3 separate regions of the Sus scrofa genome follow, and regions 1 and 2 are each linked to region 3. A link is a contact called in public Hi-C and HiChIP or PLAC-seq data. All regions are on one chromosome and are shown on one strand. Each heading gives the region's core, a stretch centred on a gene start, on an enhancer-like site or on the middle of the called end of the contact. The rest is flanking DNA. Distances are from core to core; before and after follow the strand shown. Region 1 holds the start of PPP2R5B (serine/threonine-protein phosphatase 2A 56 kDa regulatory subunit beta isoform). Region 2 holds the start of VPS51 (vacuolar protein sorting-associated protein 51 homolog). Region 3 holds the start of ARL2 (ADP-ribosylation factor-like protein 2).

The links. Hi-C and Micro-C count contacts between places; a contact is called where the count stands out from the background. HiChIP or PLAC-seq counts read pairs in DNA pulled down with a chosen protein or histone mark.
Region 1: a contact with region 3 is called in a Hi-C map of liver, with 3 times the contacts expected there. The contact joins the promoter of PPP2R5B here to the promoter of ARL2 in region 3. A contact is called at or near these places in 1 of 5 promoter capture datasets (liver), 16 of 47 Hi-C or Micro-C datasets (alveolar macrophages, brain, embryonic fibroblasts and 9 more) and 2 of 2 datasets of contacts at active chromatin or transcription factors (alveolar macrophages and skeletal muscle).
Region 2: an H3K27ac HiChIP or PLAC-seq map of alveolar macrophages shows a contact between it and region 3. The contact joins the promoter of VPS51 here to the promoter of ARL2 in region 3. A contact is called at or near these places in 2 of 5 promoter capture datasets (liver and skeletal muscle), 3 of 47 Hi-C or Micro-C datasets (fetal liver and liver) and 1 of 2 datasets of contacts at active chromatin or transcription factors (alveolar macrophages).

The regions. Positions count from the first base shown.
Region 1 is chr2:7,254,497-7,258,313 of Sscrofa11.1, forward strand. It overlaps PPP2R5B (serine/threonine-protein phosphatase 2A 56 kDa regulatory subunit beta isoform), which reads right to left and starts at 2,300. Exons shown (of 14, transcript XM_005660724.3): 1 at 1,565-2,300; 2 at 669-1,141. The coding sequence starts at 867.
Region 2 is chr2:7,093,118-7,097,238 of Sscrofa11.1, forward strand. It overlaps VPS51 (vacuolar protein sorting-associated protein 51 homolog), which reads right to left and starts at 1,781. Exons shown (of 10, transcript XM_003122565.5): 1 at 1,450-1,781; 2 at 861-990. The coding sequence starts at 1,674.
Region 3 is chr2:7,165,503-7,169,614 of Sscrofa11.1, forward strand. It overlaps ARL2 (ADP-ribosylation factor-like protein 2), which reads right to left and starts at 1,522. Exons shown (of 5, transcript XM_003122549.5): 1 at 1,366-1,522. The coding sequence starts at 1,511.

The DNA.
Region 1 (3,817 bases), core at 1,050-3,549, 90 kb after region 3:
TGCCCCACTCCCTGTGGAGAGCAAACAATTTCTGTCCCATCCTCTGTTCTTGGGAAGTAAAGGAGCTTCATTTACCATCAGAGAACCTGATGGCCTGAATTTGAAGCAAGGTAACAGACCCTGGATGTCCAGGCTTTCCACAGGTGCCCCAAACAGCCACTGCCTTCCTCTTATAGGTGGCACTCTGTTCTAAGAGCGAGAAGTGGGGACAAGGGCCAGGATGGAGGATCTCTGGGGCCCCCTTTGCCTCAGCCAGTTGGGTCCTGTAGCCAAGAGGTGGGGGGACCACACGGTGATTGCAGGGAGCCAGGCTAAGCACCTGCTCCAGGACCCTGGCAGCAGCTGGGCTGCTAGTGGCCTCCTGGAACCCAGGCTGTAGGCCCCACCCTTGGCCCTGGTCTGCCCCCCAGGGTGGCGCCACCTCCAGATGCCCCACCTCCAAGGATGACAGGCCAGTCAGGCCATGCGTCAGCAGAGAGGGCTAGAGGGCTGGGGGGTGGGGGTCAGCTCAGATGCTAGAGTCCCTCACTGGGAAGGTGCCATTCAGATTCCCTCTGATCACAGCTGCCAGCTGCTTCTACTACCCCATTCCCCCACCCCGAGGGCTCGCATGCACCACCCCCCACCCCCAGGTCGCAGGTACTCTCGCAGCCAGCAGCCGGGCTCACCTTTGAGCAGGGGCAGTGGAGTGAGTTCTTGCTGGTTGCTCTGATAGCGGAACTGAGAAGAGCTATGGGACCGCCGGGGCCGGGCCCTGCGGAGGGAACGGCGGGAGAAGCCGTCCACCTTGTCGGGTGGGGGCACAGGGGACAGCCCTGGGGAAGAGGGGCTGGTGGGGGTGCTCGCAGGGGGCAGCTTCGTCTCCATGGCGGCCAGGCAGCAGGTCAAGCATTCAGCGCGCCTGAGGTTCCCTCTGGGCCCAGAGGACGCTGAGTGAGGCTGGGCTGACTAACTTGGGTCCATCCTGTGTGGTGGGTGGGGGGGGGCACAACCACAGTCCTGGGCCCCCCCCTCAAGGGCCTTCGGCAACTGCCCAGTTCTGGGGGACAAGCGCGGTAGAGAGGAGGATGGCTCAGGTTTCAGGATCTTCCTGGGGGTCCCTGGGGGTCCGAGGAGTCCACTTAGGGTTCCCACCCTGGCTCTTTTGAAGAAGTCAGGGCAGAGCGGTTGGCAAGAAAGAGACAGAGAGAGCCCATCAGTTCTTTCAGGACAGCGTGTGGGGCTGCTGCTCAGTGTCCAGGTCCTCTTCCCTGCAAACCTTGCTCAGACCCTAAGCAGAGGTACAGCCCACTCCCCGAGGGGACCCGTCCCTCCCTTCTCCCAGACCAAAAGGCCCCTGGCTCCAAAACAACCCCACTCGAAATAGGGCCTCTCCCCTAAGCCAGACCCTACCTAGAATGGGACCCGGTTCCTGCTCCACTAATCCGGGTCACCAGGGACTTCCCCAAGAATGGGAGCCGGGTGCCCATGCCACCTCCTTCCTAGAACCCGGCACCCTCCCCCCACCTCGGCTTCTTCTTCACCCCCAAATCTCATCTGGACCCCGGGTGGCGGGGACACTCACTTCTCAGAAGCCCAGACTTTTGTCGCCGACCCCCCCTTCCCCCCCCTGAACTGCGGGTGGGGCGGGGAGCGGCTGTTCAGGGCCCCTTCGCAGCGGTTCGGTTCGGGGCGCTGGAGCTGGGCGGCGGCGCTCCTGGGTTCTCTCTCCGGTTCCGGGGGGGCCGGAGCATGCCCCTAACTCAGCCCCGGGTCGGGGCGCGGGCGCCTGGGGGCTCGCTGGCCGAGGCAGCGCGCAGACCTCTCCTTAAGTCGTGGGACCCGACCCGCGCGGCACCGCGGGAGCCCTGGCTCTGTGCGCACCGGCACCCGCCGCCCAGCTGCTCACGATGACATCAAGTCACCTCCCCCAGTCGGCCCGCACATCCCCGCGGGTTTGGGGGGCGGGGGGGGGGGGCGCTGCGTCAGGAAGTTCCCGCCGGGGGCAGCTGGGAGATGTAGTCTCGACACCGCTTAAAGCGGGCGGGCTACCTGACCAAAGGGGTAATCCCTGCGGGCGCCCGGGCACCAGACTGAAGCAGAGCGGGATGGGTCCAACTGGGGCTGGGCTCCTGGGTTCTGGAAGGGAGACCGCAGGAGGAGAGAGGAAGACTCAGGAGTCTGCACCAAGAAGCTGCAGGTGATGCCAGGACTTTGGCAGGAAAGCGGCCCAATCTTATGTCAGGCTCAAAGATTGGGCCTGCCCCAGGCATTCCACCCCCCAGGGAGCTCCATCTTCCCCTCAGAAGGGCTGGACACTTCAAATGGTAGCAAACGGCACCGGACTGGTTAATAGTCTGCAGTGAGCCAGCGCCTGCTGGGAGGGGTGTGGTGCCCCCAAGCCTGCTGGGAAATGCAGTCCTTCCTCAGGCCTGCAGTCCCCCTCCCATCCCTTGCCGTCTAAGGTGACATCATACTCTGGGTTTAAAGGGCCAGCCTAGGAGCAGCAACCCATCAGAGCAGGAGGTGCTCCTTGGTGCTGTCACCCGACCCCAGGCAAGCTGGCCTCTCTGGATGGAACTCTCAGCCTTTAGGGCCCTAAGATGTGCTACGGGGGTCTCATGTCCAAAACCGGCCTGCAGGGTATCCAAGGCATGAGTGGAATCCCATGTTTGGCATTCCTGCCAAAAGTTCCCAGCTGGCAGTCCTGGGCCCCCTTCCTAGCACCCTGGCCCCCAACATCCATCATTCCCCTGGACTCAGTTGCCTACACTTCGCTGTGAAATCCCCACACGGAAGCTTGGCCTGGATGAACAACTGGTCCGCGGGAGCATCAGGAGTGGGCAATGGAGTCGGGGAGGGGGCTGTGGCCCTCTTCAGGGTCTTCCTCACCCTGCCTTAGGCCTTGTTGACCACTCAGTGCCCCTGTAGAACCACCCAGCCACCTTCTGGGCTGCAGAGGGAGGCTGGGTGCCCCAGAGATGCCCACCTGCTAGAGCCATAAACCAAAGGCCACACTTTAGCCAGGCTGAGATCCAGGACTGAACCCTTTGCTCCACAGGCCTTGTCCCTCTGGCCTTTGGTGTCCTCGTCTGTCAAATGAAAATTCACCATCTCCTTCTTGCCCACTTCCCAGGCTCAGGAGATGAAGACTCTCCCATGGCCCTGCAGAAAAAAGCGGGGCATGGAGGTCGGGGAAGCAGGCCCACCAAGCCTTCTACAACCGGTCGAAGACCCTGAGGCCCAGAGAGGAAAAGTGCGTTGCCCAAGGTTATTAGCCTATCGTCAGAAGCTGGCACCACAGCCCAGGCCCCCACCTCCCAGCCTAAGTCAGGAGGACACCAGCTCCAGCTCCCCACCCCAGGTCCCCTGGCCCCCAACATCCATCATTCCCCTGGACTCAGTTGCCTGGACTCTTGAGGGTCTCCAGGCCAGGTAGGCCGTGGAGGGTGGGTGCTTTGTACAAAGGGCAAGCTCAGTTTGAGGACTGGGGCATGGAAGGTTGGAAGCCAGAGGTTAAGACTTCTTGGATCTCAAAATAGTTACAATGTTACATGAGGGGTGGAGAGTTGGGTTTTGTTTGTTTGTTTGTTTGTTTGTTTTTTAGGGTTGCACCTGCAGCATATGGAAGTTCCCAGGCTAGGGTTCAAATTGGAGCTGCACCTGCTGGCCTACACCACAGACACAGCAAACATATCCAAACCGTGTCTTCAGCCTACAATGCGGCTCACGGCAACGCCGGATCCTTAACCCACAGAGTGAGGCTAGGGATCAAACCTGCATCTTCATGGTTACCAGTCGGGTTCATTACCACTGAGCCACAAATGGGAATTCTGAA
Region 2 (4,121 bases), core at 531-3,030, 72 kb before region 3:
AAATTTCTCAGCATAGAAATCATGATTTCTTGCTGTTTGATGCTGGTATTAACATATAGAGGGGCACCTGCTCATTGAACCTGCTTCAAATCAGATCAAAGAACAGCGATTATGTGTTACTACACCCACTGCTGTGACAGTAGCAGAATAAGAATTGTCAGAACGAGTGCCAGAGGTTCCCGGAACATTCCTATAAACTGCAGGCAGATCCATAGGACCAAGGACATGCGGGTCCAAAATTATTACAGAGAACTGAAGAGTGCGTTTCTTCAACACAGGACAGAAGCTAGTGTGGATGACAGCTGAACATTGTCTAGCACTGTCTTGAGTAGAGAATAAAGGGGGAAGAAGGGGCAAAACCCCTTTATATGATCTTTGTGTGTTACTGTCATACACTTTCTGTCTCTTCGCTTCATTGAAAAAAGAGAAAGCAAGGGGAAAGAGGGAAAGGGCAAGGAAGGAATGAAATAGAGAGAAAAAGGAAGAAAAGGGGAAAAAAAAGTGAGAGAGAAAGAGTGATAAGCTCATGTTCAAGACAGACCTGAATCAGCGAACAAAGCTACCACTAATGAGAGAAACTAATCATTACTGAGCCGTCCTTACTGTTGGAAATTCTAAGTGCTTCAGATAAATTCGTTTCTTTTAAAAATTTCATTTGTCCTTTCTTTTCTTTGGTCCCCAAAACAACCCTCTGAGAACAGTTAATACTGTTTGATGACTCGTCATCAAACCACAAAGGCTCTGAGAGAGAGGCGTGAGAGTGGATTAATGTCAGGGCAGGACTGGAATCTGGCTTCCCCAACAAAGGAGGAACTGGGGAATATGGGACTGTGTGGAGTGTGTCCCAGTAGGAGAATCACCTGTGGCTGAGATGAACTTGTTGTAGTTCTCATACACCAGGGTCTGCATGTCGCTGTCTAGAGCCCGGATCTGCCGCACCATATCGGTCTCACTGTCCATCAGCTGGGCCAGTGGGCATTCTCTACGCAGCTGGAAGAAATCGGGTGGTTAGTGTTCAGGACAGGGGGCACCCATGTCCTCCAGCCTTGCCCCTAACTGGTAGGCTTTCGGTGCAAGAAAACTCTGATCTCAACCCTGTCAGGGCTCTCAGGTAAGGAGCCTACAAGTAGCATAGCTCGGGAATTACCAGGTTGGACTCTATTAGGAATGTGTCAGCGTTTGAAATCCTCAGATGCTGTCACGGACCAGTTCTACGCCTGTCGGCGCCAGGGCCACGCCCCGTATCTCGGGTCTGTTCGAACATCGGTCCAGGAGACCTCAGACTTCGCACCATCTCAGGCCAGTACGAGTTTCCCCACGCCCTCTTATCCTCCAGCTCTGCCCCTACTGCCCGGCCCAGGGTCGTCCTGCTTTTATGAACCTCTGCTCCCCTCATCTGGGGGTGCAGTATATCGAGGGCCTGTCCCCCTCCCTCCCCCATACACACACCTTGTCCAGATACACTTCCGGGTCGAAGTGCGCCCCATTGAGGTCTGTCGGGTCCAGGGGGTCCGGCCCCACGGGGCGCCCCGCCGCCTCACCCTCTGAAAGGCCGTAGTAAAGTTTCAGCATCCCGTGCGCCTTCCGCCGACGCTCCGGAGCGTCCGCCTCGGGCCCCTCCGGGGAGCCCCCAGGTCCAGACCCCGGCCCAGGCCCAGCGGCTGCCGCCGCCATGGCTCCAACTGCAGCCCACGGGCGTGAGGCTGGGCAGGGGACCGGGAGGAGGCACTTCCGGGAGCCATAGAGTTGCTGCAACGAGGCAGTCCTTCAGGTGAAACGTCCCCCCGCAGCCCTGAGTCCTTCGAGACTAGAGTTCCCACCCCGCATTCTTCCTCCCCAAGCGAGGGGTTCCTGAGAGCCCTGGTTCCCCCAGCTTCTCAGGCGTAAGGATTTTGTGGAACTGTCCTCCCAGAAGGAGGGCGGCTTGTGGCTTCCAACCCCGCACCCTCGCAGGCAAGAGCCCACGCAATACGTCCCTAGACTCGGTGGACAGAGCGCGGGCCGTGGAGCCAGAGAGCTTATGCCTGGCATTCTGCCACTACCTTGTTACGGGAGCAGCAGTTTCAGTTTCCCCCGGATTCCTAATATTGGGGTACATATTTCGCAAGGGAGGTACGAGGATTAAATGCAGGCACAGTGCCTCTAGCGCAGCGTTTTGCATGGCCTGGTCCTCTGATGTTCATCAGAATGGCTTCAGAATTACCCGTAGCAGCACCTTGAGAAGCGGACTCCCTTCAGCTCTAGCTTCTCTCTCTCTTTTAAGTCCTGAAGTAGTTCTGGTGCACTTGAATTTGAGAACTCCCATTATACTGTGCTTAGAAGACACACTTGGCAAACCTTAAGTGACTGATGGAATGTGCTAAGTGAGGGGTTGGGTGGAGATGGTGAAGATAATTCTCAGGTTTTCTTTGAACAAAGTTACAGCTCACCTAGGTGAAGAGCTGAAGATAGGGAACGACTTAGAGTACAGATTGAGACATGCCGAGTTTGAATGGATGAAAAAGGAGAAAAAGGCTTCATCAGTGTGGTCCTTGAAATATTACTTATGATGGACTGAGGGGAACCAGGGGTGGAACAGAAACAACTTTATTTATTCTTTGGCAGGGATCCTGCAGGCCAAACACAGCCCTCCACCTGTTTTCATATTGCCTGTAAGCTAAGAATTTTTTCCCCTTTTTAAATGGTTGAAAAAGAATGACATTTCATGATATGCAAAAGTTATATGAAATTTATATTTCAGTGCCTATAAATAAATAGCTTTATGGGAACACATCATGCTCATTTGTTTACATATTACCTATGTCTGCTTTTGCACTACAAAGCACAGTTGAGTGGCTGCAACAGAATCATATGGTTGGCAACACCTAAAACATTTATTATCTGTTCTTTCACACAAAAAGTTTGCTGACTCAATGAATGGGATGTTTAGAGGGTATATAAAAATACACGTGAAGATTTCAGCTTATGAAGCTATAATCTTAGGAAAAATGAAGAGAATACAAAGATTTAGATCTACTCCAAGAAATCTATAAACTGAAAAAAAGTTGCAGTTCCCATCGTGGCTCAGCGGTTAACAAATCCGACTAGGAACCATAAGGTTGCAGGTTCGATCCCTGCCCTTGCTCAGTGGGTTAAGGATCCGGTGTTGCCGTGAGCTGTGGTGTAGGTTTCAGATGCGGCTCGGATCCTGCGTTGCTGTGGCTCTGGCGTAGGCAGGCAGTGACAGCTCCGATTGGACCCCTAGGCTGGGAACCTCCATATGCCGCGGGTGCAGCCCTAGAAAAGGCAAAAAGACAACAACAACTTAAAAAAAGTTGCAGGCGAGTTCCTGTTGTGGAGCAGCAGAAATGAATCTGACTAGGAACCATGAGGTTGCGGGTTTGATCTCTGGCCTTGCTCAGTGGGTTAAGGATCTGGCCTTGCTGTGAGCTGTGGTGTAGATCGCAGACACAGCTTGGATCTGGTGTGGTTGTGGCGTAGGCTGGCAGCTGTAGCTCCAATTAGACCCCTAGCCTGGGACCCTCCATATGCAGAGAGTGCAGCCCTAAAAAGCCAAAAAAAAAAAAACAGCAACATTGCAGGGAATTAGTTTCCCTGTGCAGAAGGTTAAGTATCCAATGTCACTGCAGTGGCTCTGGTTGCTGCTTTGGTGCAAGTTTGACCCCTGGCCTGGGAACTTCTGCATGCTTTGGGCATGGTCAAAATCAAAGCAAAACAAAAGGCTACACAATACTGTTAAAATTATTATGCAAAATTTGGAATAGAGACAAAGAGTGTAGCATGATTGTCCAATATCATACTGGGGCATTATTTAACAAGCCCACCCGAGGATTATTTAATCACCCATCAGATTGTACACTTGTTTGATTTTGCTAGATATTGCCCCAGAGCAATGCAAAACATTTATAGCCAGTTGAAAAATAACCTCAAAACTTTGTTTGTATTGCCCTGTAGGACATCAACCAATTTTGGGGGATTTTGTTTTTGTCTTTTAATATTTATTTATCTTATTTAGGGCCACTGGTGTGGCATATGGAAGTTCTCAGGCTCTAACACTACTGCTTTAAGGAAGGAGAGGGGGTCTTGGATTGACCTGGGACCCAGCTTCTGGGGCAAACAGG
Region 3 (4,112 bases), core at 272-2,771:
CCACAGCTCATGCAACGCTGGATCCTTAACTCACTGAGCGAGGTCAGGGATGGAACCTGAGTCCTCATGGATACTAGTCGGGTTCCTTACCACTCTGCCACCACAGGAACTCCCTCTCTGCACTTCTTTTAAAGGAAAAGTCCAGAACCAAAAGGCCCCAGGTGAGGTGCCTCTTCCATTGGACCTGACCTTCCAGGGCTCATTCTTTTCAGCCACACCGCCTTCCCAGACAGTCCTCTGAACACCCCGGCTGAGTTCCTCCCTGGAGGCCGTTCCACGTGCTGTTCCCTTTCCTTAAACAATTTCCCCAGACATCTACGTGGTGCCTCCCTCACCGCCCTGCCTTTCCTCAACTAGTACCTTCTCAGTATGGCCCTCTTTGACTACCTTATTTAAACTGCCTTAATTGCCACACATTATATATTTTACCTATTTTGTTAGCTAACATCTTTCTCCTTTCTCCCCTCAGCCTTACACAGAGCATCCTTAAAGATACGGGTATTTTTGTTTGTTTGTTTTGCTGTTTTATCCCAGCCCCCAGAACAGTGCCTGGTCCACAGCAGGCGCTCAAAAAACGTCTACTGGATGAGTGAATTCCCTGTGCCTTTCTCAGAGTTCGTCAAAACAGACGTGACGTGAAGATTCAAGTTATTTGCGCACATAAATGTCTTCTCTCCCCTGCTAAGGGGAGCTTGGGGGTCCAGATCTTATTGTCCAGCTCTTGGACCACAGCCTCTCCGGGGATAGGGGGCTGGCAAAGAGGAGTGATGCCTGCCAGTGGGACTCAGAAGGTCAGCAGGGCTCTCGGGCCTACAAGCTGTCCGATGTGGTGACACCGGCCGGGAGGCAACCAAGCGCTGGACCCAGCGGCAAAATTACCCGCAGAGTCCATATCCACCTGCCACCTGCGCCCAGTGCTGAGGGCGGGGCCCACACGCCCCCGGGATTCCGACCTTGAGGGCGCGGCCGGGGCCTGGCACCCTTTGACAGGGGGAGGAGGCGGTCAGGACCGGGGAGAACGGCGGCCCAACGCACGGGCCAGACCGACGGGTGGTAGCGTTCGAGTCACCTCCGGGCCTCACCTCCCCCTACACTGGGACATCAGGCCCGGCCGCTGCGCCTTTACTCCCATACCTTTGGCCTTGGGAAGAAGTCCCCCCCCCGCCCTGAGCCGGTGGTACGGCCTCCTCCCGGCCCCCTGCCAAAAGCGATGGTAGGGCCCACGTGAGTGACGCAGAAGGGCAGTTGGTACGGGCCAGCCGGCCGCACATCCCGCTCCCGGCAGGGGGCGCCTGAAACCGCCCGCCCGGTGGGAGCCCCCCCAGCATCCCGCTACCCTCGCGGCTCCGGCGCCGGGGAGGATACAGCATTAGCAGTCGCAGCTCTCGCTCTTTCTGCTTCATCTTCTTCAGAATGGTCAGAAGCCCCATGTCCCAGTAGCCCCCTCCCAGCCGCTGTTTCTTCCTAGTCCCGGGACCCCTTTCCCTGCTCCTATTGGCTATCAAGCCCATCGACAGCACAGCCTATTGGCTGGCTTCTCGCTTGGTCCCGCCCTCGCCCCACGTGACCGCGAAGCCGCCCGGCGGCGCTGCGTTGGATGGTCCCTCTAGCGGTACTGGGGGGCTTCTGCGCGGCAACCTGCGTTAACCCTTCGCATTCCGAGCGACTGGGTGACGAGAGCACTGCCATTCTTTTCCTTCCAGGACCCAAAGTCCAAAGATAATGGTAGAGAACGGAAACCTCAAGTTCCTGGGTTGTGTTTTGGCTGCATAGGGAGTTGGAGTTCCGACTCCTGAGAGCCCCAAGGATGTTGACATCACCCTGGGGCTGATAGAAGGCGCTGTTTCCCGGAGACGTGGTCCAGATCCTGCTTATCTTGGGCCGGGGCATCATCCTAAACCTGCCACTTACAAGGCTTACCCCCTTTCCTTGGCTTCTGAAGTCATGGAGGGTACTCTGGGAATTCTCCATCCAGGGTGGAACTTCCCCTTAGGTGCCGTTTGGAAATGTGTGGGGGCATCAGTGGATTTGTCCCCGTTACAAGATAACATACCTGTCATTTAGAGGGCAGGGGACAGATATCCACAAAGGATTGTCCCACCCAAGATGCTCGTGCTCATTGTTTCTCTATTGAGAAGCACAGTTTTTCATTTTGCCTATGAGAAAGCTGAGGCTCATGTGGTGCTTAGCACAGTGCCTGACTTACACTAGGTGCTCAATAAATATTTGTTGTTGGATATTTTTGTTGTTGACTTTGTGCAAGAGCTTGGTTCTTTACCTTAGTGCTCAAGTCCAGAAATTGTGAGGAAGTGGAGGCCAGGGACAAGGCAGATTGTAAACTCAGAAGGTTGAGCCCTGTTGTCTTATTCTGAGCCCTTCTCCCAGGCCACTACAGGACAAATGTGAGTAGGCAGCAGAGTAGGCTCTGTCTGATGCTTGGGAAAGGTCATGCACCAGCTGAAGATAATGGCTAACTTCTGTGTAATTTTACAAAGCATTCACTTTTTTTTTTTTTTTAAGCATCGCACCTGAGGCATATGGACATTCCCAGGCTAGGGGTCGAATCAGAGCTACAGCTGCTGGCCTCTGCCACAGCCACAGCCATGCCAGGTCCAAGCCACATCTGTGACTTACACCGCAGCTCATGGCAATGTTGGATCCTTAACCCACTAGTTGGATTTGTTACCGCTGAGCCACAACAGGAACTCCAGGAATTCGTGCTCTTGAGGAAATAAAATCTTTGGCAGAATACCTTTGGAAGAAAACTAGGAGAGAATATCTCTAGAGCTGTGGTTATATATAGCTGAATATATGCATATATTCACGAGAAAGAATCATGAGATTTAAATACTTAAATCCTGACAGTTGTGAAGCTGGCTTTAAAGCAAGAGTTTCTTGAGGCTAAGTAAGTGGATGGTAACTTGAAGATAGAGTTCTAGATGCCTTTTATTTATTTATTTATTTATTTTGTCCTTTTGCCTTTTCTAGGTCCGCTCCTGCGGCGTATGGAGGTTCCCAGGCTCAGGGTCTAATCGGAGCTGTAGCTGCCAGCCTATGCCAGAGCCACAGCAACACGGGATCCGAGCCGCATCTGCAAACTACACCACAGCTCATGGCAATGCCAGATCCTTAACCCACTGAGCAAGGCCAGGGATCGAACCTGAAACCTCATGGTTCCTAGTTGGATTCATTAACCACTGTGCCACCACGACGGGAACTCCCTCTAGATGCCTTTTAAAAGGGTGTGTTTACTCAATGTCTGGGGAGGAAAATTTGGCATTTTGAGAGGTGTAATGTTTTTGTTTTTGTTTTTGTTTGTGGAAGTTCCTGGGCCAAGCATCAGACCCTCGCTGCGGTTACAGCATGTGCCATAGCTGTGGCAACACCAGATCCTTAACCCACTGTACCACAAGGGAACATCTAAGGTATAACCTTTTTGATCCTAATGGTCCACTTCCTGTGTCACCTTTAAAATCATAAAGGAAACTATTGGTCATTCTTGAACAATGAACACCACCAACGACAAAAGCCAGAGGAAAAAACCCTGCTTAGGGAGTTCCTGTCATGGCACATTGGAAACATATCTGACTAGGAACCATGAGGTTGCGGGTTCCATCCCTGGCCTCGCTCAGTGGGTTCAGGATCCGGTGTTGCTGTGAACTGTGGTGTAGGTCGCAAACTCAGCTTGGATCTGGCATTGCTGTGGTTGCAGTGCAGGCCGGCAGCTGTAGCTCTGATTGGACCCCTAGCCTGGGCACCTCCATATGCCGAGGGTGCGGCCCTAAAAAGGAAAAAAAAAAAGCAAACAAACCCTGCTTAAGTGTAATTTGATCAGGAGACAGGTTGCAGGGTGGAGGGATGGGCTAGGGGTTTGCTATAAAATTGGGTCGTGATGATCATTGTTCAACTATAAATGTAATGAAATTCATTGAGTAATTAAAAAAAGTGTAATTATTGCTCCTTAAGCATTAGCAAGAAATAGATCTAAGTATTTTATTTATATATTTGTATATATAAATATTTTTAAGCTCACTCTAGATGAATTTCCTATTTGATTCTTTTTTTTTTTTTTTTGGTCTTTTTGCCATTTCTTGGGCCGCTCCCGTGGCATA